Regions from separate parts of the Sus scrofa genome. Here region 1 is linked to region 2. A link is a contact called in public HiChIP or PLAC-seq data. All regions are on one chromosome and are shown on one strand. Each heading gives the region's core, a stretch centred on a gene start, on an enhancer-like site or on the middle of the called end of the contact. The rest is flanking DNA. Distances are from core to core; before and after follow the strand shown.

Region 1 (5,536 bases), core at 2,703-5,202, 420 kb after region 2:
AGACTTATTCATGACCTTGCCACAACTTCCCCAGAAGGAACCTTGGAAACTCTCAAGGAAGCCAGGTCCTGACCATGCCATTGAGACAGATTTAGCACCTAGCACCTAGCAAGTCATCAGCCAACAGAAGTGGTGCTGCCTTTCCCTTATACGCCAAGGTCAGAACTTCTACTCAGTTTACCCAAATTAATCAATCATTGTTTAGGGGTTCACATATGGGAAGCAGAACTCTAAAGAAAACCAAGGGAGGAGTTCCCGTCGTGGCTCAGTGGTTAACGAATCCGACTAGGAACCATGAGGTTGCAGGTTCGATCTCTGGCCTTGCTCAGTGGGTTAAGGATCCGGCGTTGCCGTGAGCTGTGGTGTAGGTTGAGACGTGGCTCGGATCCCGCGTTGCTGTGGTTCTGGCGTAGGTTAGTGGCTACAGCTCCGATTAGACCCCTAGCCTGGGAACCTCCATATGCCACAGGAGTGGCCAAAGAAATGGCAAAAAGACAAAAAAAAAAAAAAAAGAAAGAAAGAAAACCAAGGGAAATATATACACTGTTATGATTTCACTTATATGACATTCTAAAAAAGGCAAAACTCTAAGGAGAGCAGTTACCAGGGGCTGGGGGAGGGGGAGAAACTGACTACACAGGAGCAGAGAAGAATTTTTGGAGGGTGGTAAACTCTTTATAGTGGTGGCAGTCACTTGACTATATGCGTCTGTCACAACTCACAGAACTGTACACTAAAAAAGGTGAAGATTACTGTATATAAATTATACCTGAATGAGAAAATGAAAAAAAAAAAGAAAAAGAAAGGAAACCAAAGAGATGATTAATTCTAGTCTGGATTGGCAGCTAGGGCTTCTAAGTTTCTGCAAAAAGTATAGCTCTGGGAGTTCCTGTTGTGGCACAGGGGTTAACGAATCCGACTAGGAACCATGAGGTTGCGGGTTCGATCCCTGGCCTTGCTCAGTGGGTTAAGGATCCAGCGTTGCCATGAGCTGTGGTGTAGGTCAAAGACACGGCTCGGATCCCATGTTGATGTGGCTGTGGTGTAGGCCGGCGGCTACAGCTCCAATTAGACCCCTAGCCTGGGAACCTCCATATGTCATGGGAGCGGCCCAAGAAAATGGCAAAAAGACAAAAAAAAAAAGGTATAGCTCTGGTGGGTGCACAGAGGTTCATCATTTCATCATTACTCTCTATGGTACAATTACATTTCATTAACTCTTCTGTAGCTAATACATTTCACAACACATTTTTAAAATATTTAAAAGTGCTTAGCACAGGGCTGGGCACACACTCATCCCAGTAACATTAGGACTACAAAAAGTATACTAAATTCTTCTGTAAGTAAGTTAAGACCAACATGTACCCAATTTTTTTTTCTTTTTAGGGCCACACCTGGCTGCAGCATATGGAAGTTCCTGGGCTAGGGGTCAAATTGTAGCTGCAGCTGCTGGCCTACTCCATAGCCACTAAACCAAGCTGAATCTGGGACCTACGCCACAGCCTGTGGCAATACCAGATGTTTAACCCACTGATTGAGGCCAGGGATCAAACTTGCATCCTCACGGAGACTATGTTGGGCTCTTAACCTGCTGAGCCATGACAGGAACTCCCATGTACCCAATTTTAGAAGGAGAATTTCTAAAGCTGACTCTTAAGGAAGGCACCAAGATTACCTGGTATGACAGTTTCCATTCCACAGAGTCAGGCCTGACACTTTGCAAGCTCCCTTTGAACTCTACAACATGCTCCATTCCAGTCACCTGCAGAATAAAGGAGCGACTCAAAGCTCTCCACACTCTGGGTTCAGCCACCACCTGCCCTTCTATCTTCTTCAGCTCCCACGTGGCCCGCTTAACCCCAGACTTTTCTCTGATCCCTGAATGCCTTCCCTACCTCTCCATGAGGGACGACTCCTCATCTCTCCAGATCTTAAACATCCCCTCCTCTGTTCCCAGAACACACAGCTCTAAGATACACATCCCTCACAACAGATTCTGTCTTCACCTGCCTTCTCATCTCTGTTCCCTCAACAGTGAAGCCAGCACATGGCATATGTTGAGAGTTAGGGGGAAACTCTCAGTAATTGTGAAGTTGTGGGAGAACAGAATGAAGAGTTAGCAAGCATTTCTTGCATCACTCTTTCTTTGCCTGGAATTCAGCTCCCTGCCATAAGCCAGGAATCTCTCATTGGTCTCTCATTGGGACTGAAAATCCTCCCCACACAGAGACCCTGCAGGGAAGATGAGAGTTCTCAGGGTCAGAAACTGGAACAAAGAGCCAAGATCAGAGAAACAAGAGCCAGAGTCTTGGGTTCTAGACTCAGCTCTGCCATTACTTTCTGAGTACTCCTTCCATACACCATGGGCGCCAGTGTTTCTTTCCACTAGGTGGGAAAAAACTCACCTTTCATTTTCCGAGTCACTGGATATTTCCTCATTCATCTTGCCGCCACCCTTGGACTTGCCCTTGTCCCCAGAAGAGTCGCCCTAGGAATTATTTAATACTTTCTTTGGTCAGGGGTCCCGACCACCCTGGCACTGACCAAGGGCCCTTACGGTCCCTCGAGAGCCACTGGGAAAGGCTTTTCAGTATCTGGCGCATGGAATGAGGAACGAAGCTGACTCCAGGTGGAGTCCCACCGGGTCCCCAGGATGGGATGATGGTGGTCCCTGTAGCGGGATTGACCTCCGCCCGCCAAAGCGCCACGCCCACCTTTCGCCGCCGCTTGCCGGCCCCCGCACCAGCCCCGGCTCCTGAGGCTGACTTTCCCCGCTTTCGAGCCGCCACGGTCGCCGACATGTCGCCCACTATGCCTTGCAGCTAACACCGAGGAACTCACGTGGCGGCTAAACCCGGGCGTCCGCAAGACTCCACACGCGGATAGGCTACCACTGCTCGGTGGGCCCCGCCTCCCACGGCTCCGCTGGGTCCTTCGATTGGTTCTGTCACGCCTCCAAGCTCCCATTGGATGAACTCCTATAGCCAAGCCTCCTAGGGCTCCCATAGGCTCCCACGCCAGGCTCCTGTAGGAAGCAAGCCTCTCCTGGGCGTTTCCGGCCCAAGGCTACGGCGCGTGCGCCCTGCTGCTGGCTGACGTCTAAGGAGTGGTCGGACCCAGACGCCTTCTCAGTGTTTGCACCTCTTGGACAGTAGGGGGCGCCAGAGATACGGGGTTCTTTTTCCTGGAGTGTGACTCCTCCCTGTCAGGGGCGGGTGCCAGAGTGAACCAGTCTGGCACTAAATAACCGGGGGGGAGGGATACAGGTAGCTCCGGGGTGAGCGAAGCAGTGACTGCACCTGGGCCCAAGGCCCGTAGACAACCGGTGGAGACATATTGCATGCCTCAGGCCAGATGAGCAGCGCTAAGGGCGCACCAGACCCCTGGGCCTTGGCTGTGTCTGATCAAGTGTCCACCCATCCATGGGACAGGCTGCCCTCGTCCTGCCCAGCCTCTGACTCACCCGACCGGGGGCCAAATAGCTGGAATCCTACTCATCCCAAGTTCTTTCTCTGCTTCACTAAAGCTTACAGAGGGTTGCTGGGACCAGCACTGTCTGGGAGGTACCCACCCAGTGGCAGCCACCTTTCCCAGGTCCCTGCTTCTCTTAGGTGAGTGCCCTATGGCCGTGCCCACAGCCTTCCCCAGGGCAGGGCAGGGCAGGTTGAATGTGACTGGCTCTTGCTCTCTGGCAGTTCGAAGCCGTGGTCCAGCACTGACTGGTACCTCAGAACTCTTGAGCCTGCTGGGAGGGTTTCTGCACCACTACGTTCCAAGCTCTGGAGGGACAGATCTGGCCTCAGGAGTGCTGCCCCCAGGAGCCACTGCCCACTCTCCTCCATAGCTGGATGACTCAGCCCAGCAACCCTGCCAGGCCCAAGTTAGCTGAGAGGGGGGAGGAACAGAGTGCTGGGGGGGGGGAGGAGCCCAAAGGTTGGAGTGGGGAGATTCTTGTTTCACTTTCCTTTCACCTCAGGACACACGGGAGAGCTAGAGAGGGTGGAGAGCTCCTCTTCCTTGACCAGACTGGGCAGCCCGGTCACGGGACTGGCCTGGTCTCTGTGACTGGAAAAAGGGGCGTTTCTAGGGTGCAGAGAGCTAGTTTTGGTTGGATGTGGGAGTGGGGAAATTGAGGCACAGGGGGCGGGGGCAAGCAGTGGGAGATCACCAAAGGGCAAACTCAGGGTGGGGCAAGCTGGTGCTATTCCAGCTAGGTGGGGTGCAAAGGCCACAGAGGACTGAGGGCCCTCTCTGTGTCCCGGAATAGCCATGGCTCCAAAGCGCAAGCCTGGGGTGCAACGTGAGGGCCCTGAGAAGAAGAAGGGGAGGCAGGGGGCAGAAGAGGAGGACAGTTTCCGCTCCACTGCTGAGGCCCTCAGAGCTGCACCCACAGAGAAGCGCATCATCCGAGTGGACCCCCTGTGCCCACTCAGCCACAACCCCGGGACCAAGGTAAGCTGTAGTTCCTGGCCAGTCCCGGCACCTCCTCTCTCCTGTGTACAAATATATTCAGACCTCTCCCCTCCTGCTTGGTTCTGGCCATGTAACTCAAGGCTCTGAAAGGCTATATCCCATCAGATCTAGATGGGTCATGTCTACTCTTCAGACCCCAGGGCAGGCCCTTGAGCTTCTCAAGCCTCCCGCTACCACACTTAAGGCAATGTTCTTAGATAAGACATCTTCTGACACCCCAGTGTAGTCTGACCTCTGTCAGCATGCAGCCAGGTACCCCATCCCACTCGAGGGTGGCCTAAGCCAGCCTGACACCCCCACACACAACACTCTCTTGGGCCACAGGTGCATGAAGACTACGACTGCACCCTGAACCAGACCAACATCGGGAGTAACAACAACAAGTTCTACATCATCCAGCTGCTGGAAGAGGGTGACCGCTTCATCTGCTGGAACCGCTGGGGCCGTGTGGTGAGTGCCACCCGCCCAACCTGTGCCTGCCTCCTCCATACCTCTCCATGCTCAGTGCACACCCCTTGCCCCCTGGGGTCTCTACAGCTTACTCAGGCCCAAAGGCCACAGCTGCCCCCTCCCTACCTCTGTTGTCCACAGGGCTTGCACAACAGAGGCCAGCAAATACTGACGGTGGGCACTGGGGTGGGCACACCCCTGAAAGCTGTTACTTGCAGGGAGAGGTGGGCCAGTCGAAGCTCAGCCACTTCGTGTCACTGGAGGATGCAAAGAAAGACTTTGAGAAGAAATTTCGGGACAAGACTAAGAACAGCTGGGCAGAGAGGGAATACTTTGTGGCCCACCCCGGCAAGTACACACTTATTGATGTACAGAGAGAGGACAAGGTCCAAGAAGCCGTGGTGAAGGTAAAGTGGCCAGGGAGAGAGGGAGGGCCTGGGCCAAGGGTGGGGCTAAACAGCAAGACCCAGCTGATTGGGCTCTGCCACTGCCCAGCCATGCAGCCTCAGGCACAAGCCTCCCAGCTCTGGCCTCAGTCTGGCTAGTCTCTGTCGAATGCCAGGCCACGCTTCAGGTGCGGGTGCCCTGCCCAGCCGCTCCTGCCCACACGTGC
Region 2 (5,825 bases), core at 2,453-4,952:
AGCACCAAGGAAGAGCAGGCTCGAATGGCCTGGGAGCATGGCCGAGGGGAACAGTGAGGTGCAGGGAGGCAACTGGGACACCACCCTCCATGAGCAGCTTGTCCAAACACTCCAGGTCTGAAAAGCAAGTCCCCCTGCAGGGAGCCAGAGAGGCCTGGCACTCAGGAGAGAACCATCCCAAGTCTACGTTCTACTGCCGTGAACTCGTGTGTTGCCATGTGCAGAGGCCACAGCAGCATGAAGGGTTGTGGCTTCTCTTTTTATTTCATTTTATACATTTCCATTTCTATGGGTTCCCCTTTTTCCTTTGTGCAGTAGATGCTTTCTTTCTCCTGCAGTTCCAGACCACATGGAGCTATATGGAGATAGTGCACAGACAGAATTGCTTTGCAGCTTTGCAGGGCCCCGGGGGTAGGAGCCCAGGCCCTCCTTCCAGGGTAGAGATGCACAGAAGAATGGGAATTGCACTAGCAACCTCTTCTTTTGGTGCGTGGACAGAAGAGCTCATGGCTATTATATTCAGGGATTGCAAGGACCACGTGGACTACGTCACAGGTGGACAAAGGGGCTACAAGCCATTTTGCACAAATGCCTGCCCACCTGCCCACTCTTCCATCCAGGAGTATGCGACTGGGGGGCTGTCTGGGCCAACCTGCCGGCTCAGTCATGTGACCTGGCCTAACTGCATGCCCAGGGCATACCGCCAGGCTTCCATTGGCCAGCCCTGCCTCCTACTCTACCTTGGACTTTCCCCTCCATCGTTTTTATTTCTGACCATTTGCTCCCCTCCTGAATATACCCCATGCCCTGCAGCAGCACCCCGTGCCCTTGGTGAATGGATCCGCAGTGGTTATCTCCTGCCTTCTCGGGCTTGAATGGGAGCGTGGAGACAGAGGGACTACCATAGCTACCTTTCTCCCCCGGGCCTGGGCAGCCACGGGTTGAGACAAGCTGGCATAAGGATGAGGCTGAGGTATAGCAGGAGCCAGAAATCCTCGGGGTTTTCAGAAGTGGCCAGAGTGCCTGTCACCCAGCTCCTGCATCAGGGATTTTCAGCACTACCTCCAAGCAGTGGGGTTGTCTGCCCAGCCAGGCTTCTAAGGAAGGCCTGAGGACTCCTGGTCAGGTTCAGCAAGCTCCAGGGTGAAAAGAGTGGGAGGGAGCTTCTTCTTTTAGAAGGAGAGCCACACAGATTGAATTATTCTCTCCCAGTGGCCAAGTGCTGGACCCCAGTTCCAGGCCCATGGGGACTGCCACTCAGGGTCAGGGTGGGCAGGAAGGCAGTTGCTTAAGCCTCTCCAGTCTTTTGGGCAGAAGACAGTGGTATCTTTATAGGAAACTCAGGTCAGAACACTGATTTTCCTCTTGGTTTATTATTTAGGGGGATAGGGTAGGGTGGTAATAGTGTTTTACCAGGGTGCTTCTAAGTTACTTAAAAAACAAAAAGTCTACAAAACATTTCTTTCATTTGCTTGAGTTCATGACTTTGACGGTCGCAAGCCTGCCTTCTCCTAGTTGAGCACGTGTGTTCTCCCCTAGCTCCTCTTTTGTTGGCCCATCTGACCTCTATGGTTAGGGTGTTTTTCACATGTAAACAAATGTAGCTTGCCAGCAAGTAAGGAGGAAAGATGGGGCTGGGGGAGGACCACATTACCTTCAGGATGTCTGGAGATATCTATCACCAGTGTAGATCCTTTCTTATACTTTAAGGGAGACTCCAGGCAGAGTGGGTTAGTCTGGCAGGCCTGGACCATCTAGTGTTCACAAAAGTGTGACAGTTGGGATTAGCTGTGAATTTCTTAGGTAGGATGGCATCTCTAGATTTTAGGGCACTTCTGAACCTCAATCCCTGGACAAGACAGTCATCACATAGGAACAGCCACTTCTTCACCTGGTGGCATAGGAGGGTAGAGAGCAGAGCGTGGCTTTGTTTGGCCTTGGCTTATGTAGGTTGAGCCAGGTTTGTGTTTTCCCTGTCTATTTTCCTTAATTGGATAGAAAGGATATATTCCAAATCCAGGTTTGTGTTTTCCCTATTTTCCTTAATTGGATAGAAAGGACATATTCCAAATCAGCCAGTCTGAGGGGAAGTGGAAGCCAGATATGAGAATCCTTTGAAGATCGTGAAATACTGACTTTCATTCTTTCAAGCTTATTTGTAAATATCTATTTGAATGCTGTGTATTTGTACAGGAATTTGAGCAAAAAATGTATAGAGTGTGATGTCCTATTGGTATTCAGCCCTATAAATGTGTTTTTAACCTCTGGCATTCTGTGCTTATTTAAAATAAGAAAACTTCTAACCATTTCTTTTGTGTATTTATGTTTAAAAGAAGTGACTTTAAAATGGTCTTAACCTGTACCAGAAAGCAAAGTTAAAAGAAAAAAAAATTTTTTTGTGCTAGTGTCCCAAAAGGTATTTTACTGTATATATTGTGGTAGCATGTTCTAAATCTAACAAGTAATGTGAATTTTAGATGTAAATATCTGCCACTTGATTTCCCCCCTTCCCCTACTCCCTTGACTGCTGTGATGTGAATTAAAGATGAATACCTGATACTGACCCACTGAATTCACTGAATGGGAGCAGCCCAAGTGCCCCCCACCAACCCTTGTCGCTGGGCTCCAAGCCCCACTTAGTCCCATAGAAATCTCTTTTCTGCCCTGAGCACAGAAACAACCTTTCCCACGTCGTGCCTTCAAGGACAGGTAGCCCATCCCTGCACCAAAATATAGAGGAAGCAAAGAGAAAACCACCTCCACTGCTTGTCCGCCGACCCACAGAACCCTCCTAAGGAAGCGCCCTCGGCAGCCAGGGCCCCTCCTGAGCGGTCGGCTGGGAAGCTGGAGGAGGCGAGCCAGCCTCCTCGGGCAAGGCTCCGGAGCTAGTGAGGAAAGGGGGAGACTCTCCAGCGTCGGGGACAAACCTCCGAAGCCCCAGGCCTCCCCACTGTGAGACTGGATGCACCTGACCAAAAGCAAGCAACAAGCCCTGACCAGGGCGCCTCTCTCAGCTCCAGGACGGCCCAGAGTCCGTCTACCCCGGCCGGGGTCCTCCTGTCGGCCGTCCGAGGCGGGCTCCGGCCACCCCTGGACCAGGAGATAGGAGCCTGAGCGGCTAGGACAATTTGGATGCGGTCAGTGGGCCTCGCAGGCGCTCCCCGAAGACTGGTTCCCCTGCCCACGTGATCGTCTACGAAAAAAGAAACCTCTTCCGAGCCGACCGCCCTCCCCGCCCTGCTGGGTTGAGTCTGACCCCAGAACCCCTGACCAGCGTCACGAGTTGAGGCCCGGGAGGGAAGGTCCGTAGGGTTTTTTGGGCGGGCGCCAGGCCTAGAACACCGAATCTGTAGGGCAGTTCAACAGGCGCGGGGCAACAACCAAACGCCACCCTAATCCCCCGCCCTCCGCCTCAGCCACAGCCGCTGCCCCTAACCAAGATGGCGGTCCGAACCGCTTCCGCCGCTGACGCAGCCGCTTCCGGCGGGCCTCCCTGGTTCAATCAGCGGCCGACAACTGTCTAGGGCCGAGGGCGGGCGACGCCACCAGCCAATGGAGAAGGGCAGCGTGGAGCGGCCCGTCTGGGCTCCGAGGCGCGTGGACCAATGGGGGCGCGGTGTGTGGGAGGGTGCGGGGGCCGCCCGCCAATAGGGAGCTACGGCGCGCGGCCGGGACCTGGAGACAGCGCCGCGCAGCGGGCGCGGTTCAGTCGGGCGGCGGCGGTGGCGGCGGCGGGTGGTGGAGAATGTGGTTCACTCACGGGCTGGCAGTGGCGCTGGCTCTGAGCGTGCTGCCAGCAAGCCGGGCCCTACGGCCGGGCGACTGTGAAGGTGCGGCGGGGTCGGGATCCGCGCGCCGTGGCCGGCCTGGCGGCGGCGCTGACTCCAACCAAACCACGGAGCGGCCAGGATGCTGGGGCAGAAACGGGCGGGGGTGCCCCGGGAGGGCCGATGCCGGGCCTAGAAAACATTTCCTGGGCCTAAAAAACATTGGTTCGATGAGAAAAAAGTTGGGACTAAATCATACAGAAAACTTGGCTAGAAATTTAAATAATGCCGGAGTTGTGGTCCTTTCCCATCACTGGGCAGAGGCGCCCAGGAGCGGCCCTGGCCCGGGTCGGGAGTCCTGAGGCCGGGCAGTAGGCACCGCGCCTGGTCTGGTTGCGAAGCCGCACCTCGGGATTCGGCGTTGTATTTGGAAATGAGCAGCATTCGGATCTTTTTTTCTCTTGGGCCTCGAATTGTCCAATTGCGAGGTCACAGTGGGTCCATCTCAAGGACACGTGTTCAGTCTCTGCATAAACTTTATGGAAAAAGCGAGGAGGAGCCCTTTTGTGGGTCTTTGGGTGATGCTCTTTCCTTGCATGCTCCAGGTGTACCAGGGGACTTAGCAACTGGAGCGCGGTTCCTTCTACCTGTGGGCACCTGAGAAAATCCGGTGATGGAAGAACTCCTCTCTCCGTGTCACCTATTAAAATTGCGGATGGAGTTCCTTCCTGGTGGATTGGGGTGCAACTCCATGATTGCTGATCATCTTCCTTCCTTCTCTTTTCCAGTTTGTATTTCTTACCTGGGAAGATTTTATCAGGACCTCAAAGACAGAGATGTCACATTCTCACCAGCCTCTATTGAAAAAGAACTTACAAAGTTCTGCCGTGAAGCCAGAGGCAAAGAGAATCGGTTGGTGAGTAGCTGGCCCTGGCCAGTGTTGAACCTTTCCTTTCACAAGCCTTTCAGTAAAAGGCCCTGCCCACCTGCCTGTTCAGGTCACCTGTTCTGTCAGGGAACTAAGATAAGACTGAAGTGCTTTCTGTATTCTGCAGTTGTGATGTTATCCTCTTAGTATTGGTTAAACACCTACTGTGTGGTGGGCACTGGGAGTATCCGGGGAGAGAAATGACAGGCAAATGATGCGGTGGGATGAGTGTCATGAAGAAAATGGGCCAGGATGGTACAGTAGAGAGGGTAGGTGCTGATTTAGGCAATAATCAAGAATTCTTCTGAGAAAGGGTCACCATTGAGGTAAAGGAAGAGCATCCCAGGCAGAGGGAACAACCAGTATGAGTGCCCAGAGGCCAGAGCTATGTTGAGCATGCATGAGGACAGAAGATAACAAAGTGTGCACAGGGTAGGCCACGGCTGAATCGAGGACAGAAGCCCTAATGAAGAGATGGCCTTTGTAGCTTTGACTCCCCTGGCAGTCTCTGGTTTGTCTTTTCTAATTAAAGCTTTGAATCCCGGTGACTTTTCAATTCCTCTAGTGTCTTGTCAGCTCTGGGACTAAGCATGTGTTAAGAGCCTGGCTGAATCTGACTGCCAGTCCAGGCGGGACATGGGAAAATGAGGCCCTGGCAGAGAAAGATTTTTTTGGGGTATCAGTATGTTGGAGGAGACAGCTCTGGAGCGGCACCTCCTGAAGGCCATTGTCCTTTCTTGCTGCAGTGCTACTACATTGGGGCCACAGATGATGCAGCCACCAAGATCATCAATGAGGTGTCGAAGCCCCTGGCCCACCACATCCCTGTGGAGAAGATCTGTGAGAAGCTCAAGAAGAAGGACAGCCAGATCTGTGAGCTAAAGTATGGTGAGTGTGGCCTTATTTAACTAACACTGCACCCCACTCTGCAGTAAAATTAATGAAGTTTACTTTCTAGTTTGGGGAGGCACATGATAAATTAGAGCCTTTTTGAGTGAGATATATGGCATGGTAGGTTGTGCTTAATGGGGGTGAGGAGTTGCATGTATTTGATCATTCATCATGGTGGGTGGAGGTCAGAATAGGCCTCATTGAGGAGGTGACATTTCAGCAAACTTTGAAGGAGGTGA

The links. HiChIP or PLAC-seq counts read pairs in DNA pulled down with a chosen protein or histone mark.
Region 1: a contact with region 2 is called in an H3K27ac HiChIP or PLAC-seq map of alveolar macrophages. The contact joins the promoter of PARP3 here to the promoter of MANF in region 2. A contact is called at or near these places in 1 of 47 Hi-C or Micro-C datasets (liver) and 1 of 2 datasets of contacts at active chromatin or transcription factors (alveolar macrophages).

What each region holds. Positions count from the first base shown.
Region 1 is chr13:34,072,542-34,078,077 of Sscrofa11.1, forward strand. PARP3 (poly [ADP-ribose] polymerase 3) reads left to right here and starts at 3,953. Exons shown (of 10, transcript XM_013981755.2): 1 at 3,953-4,452; 2 at 4,798-4,923; 3 at 5,142-5,330. The coding sequence starts at 4,270. It overlaps RRP9 (U3 small nucleolar RNA-interacting protein 2), which reads right to left and starts at 2,884. Exons shown (of 15, transcript XM_003358455.4): 1 at 2,715-2,884; 2 at 2,406-2,488. The coding sequence starts at 2,801.
Region 2 is chr13:33,654,577-33,660,401 of Sscrofa11.1, forward strand. MANF (mesencephalic astrocyte derived neurotrophic factor) reads left to right here and starts at 3,703. Exons shown (of 4, transcript NM_001244655.1): 1 at 3,703-3,830; 2 at 4,556-4,683; 3 at 5,442-5,583. The coding sequence starts at 3,746. DOCK3 (dedicator of cytokinesis protein 3) reads left to right here. Exons shown (of 55, transcript XM_021068838.1): 55 at 1-2,557. The coding sequence ends at 57.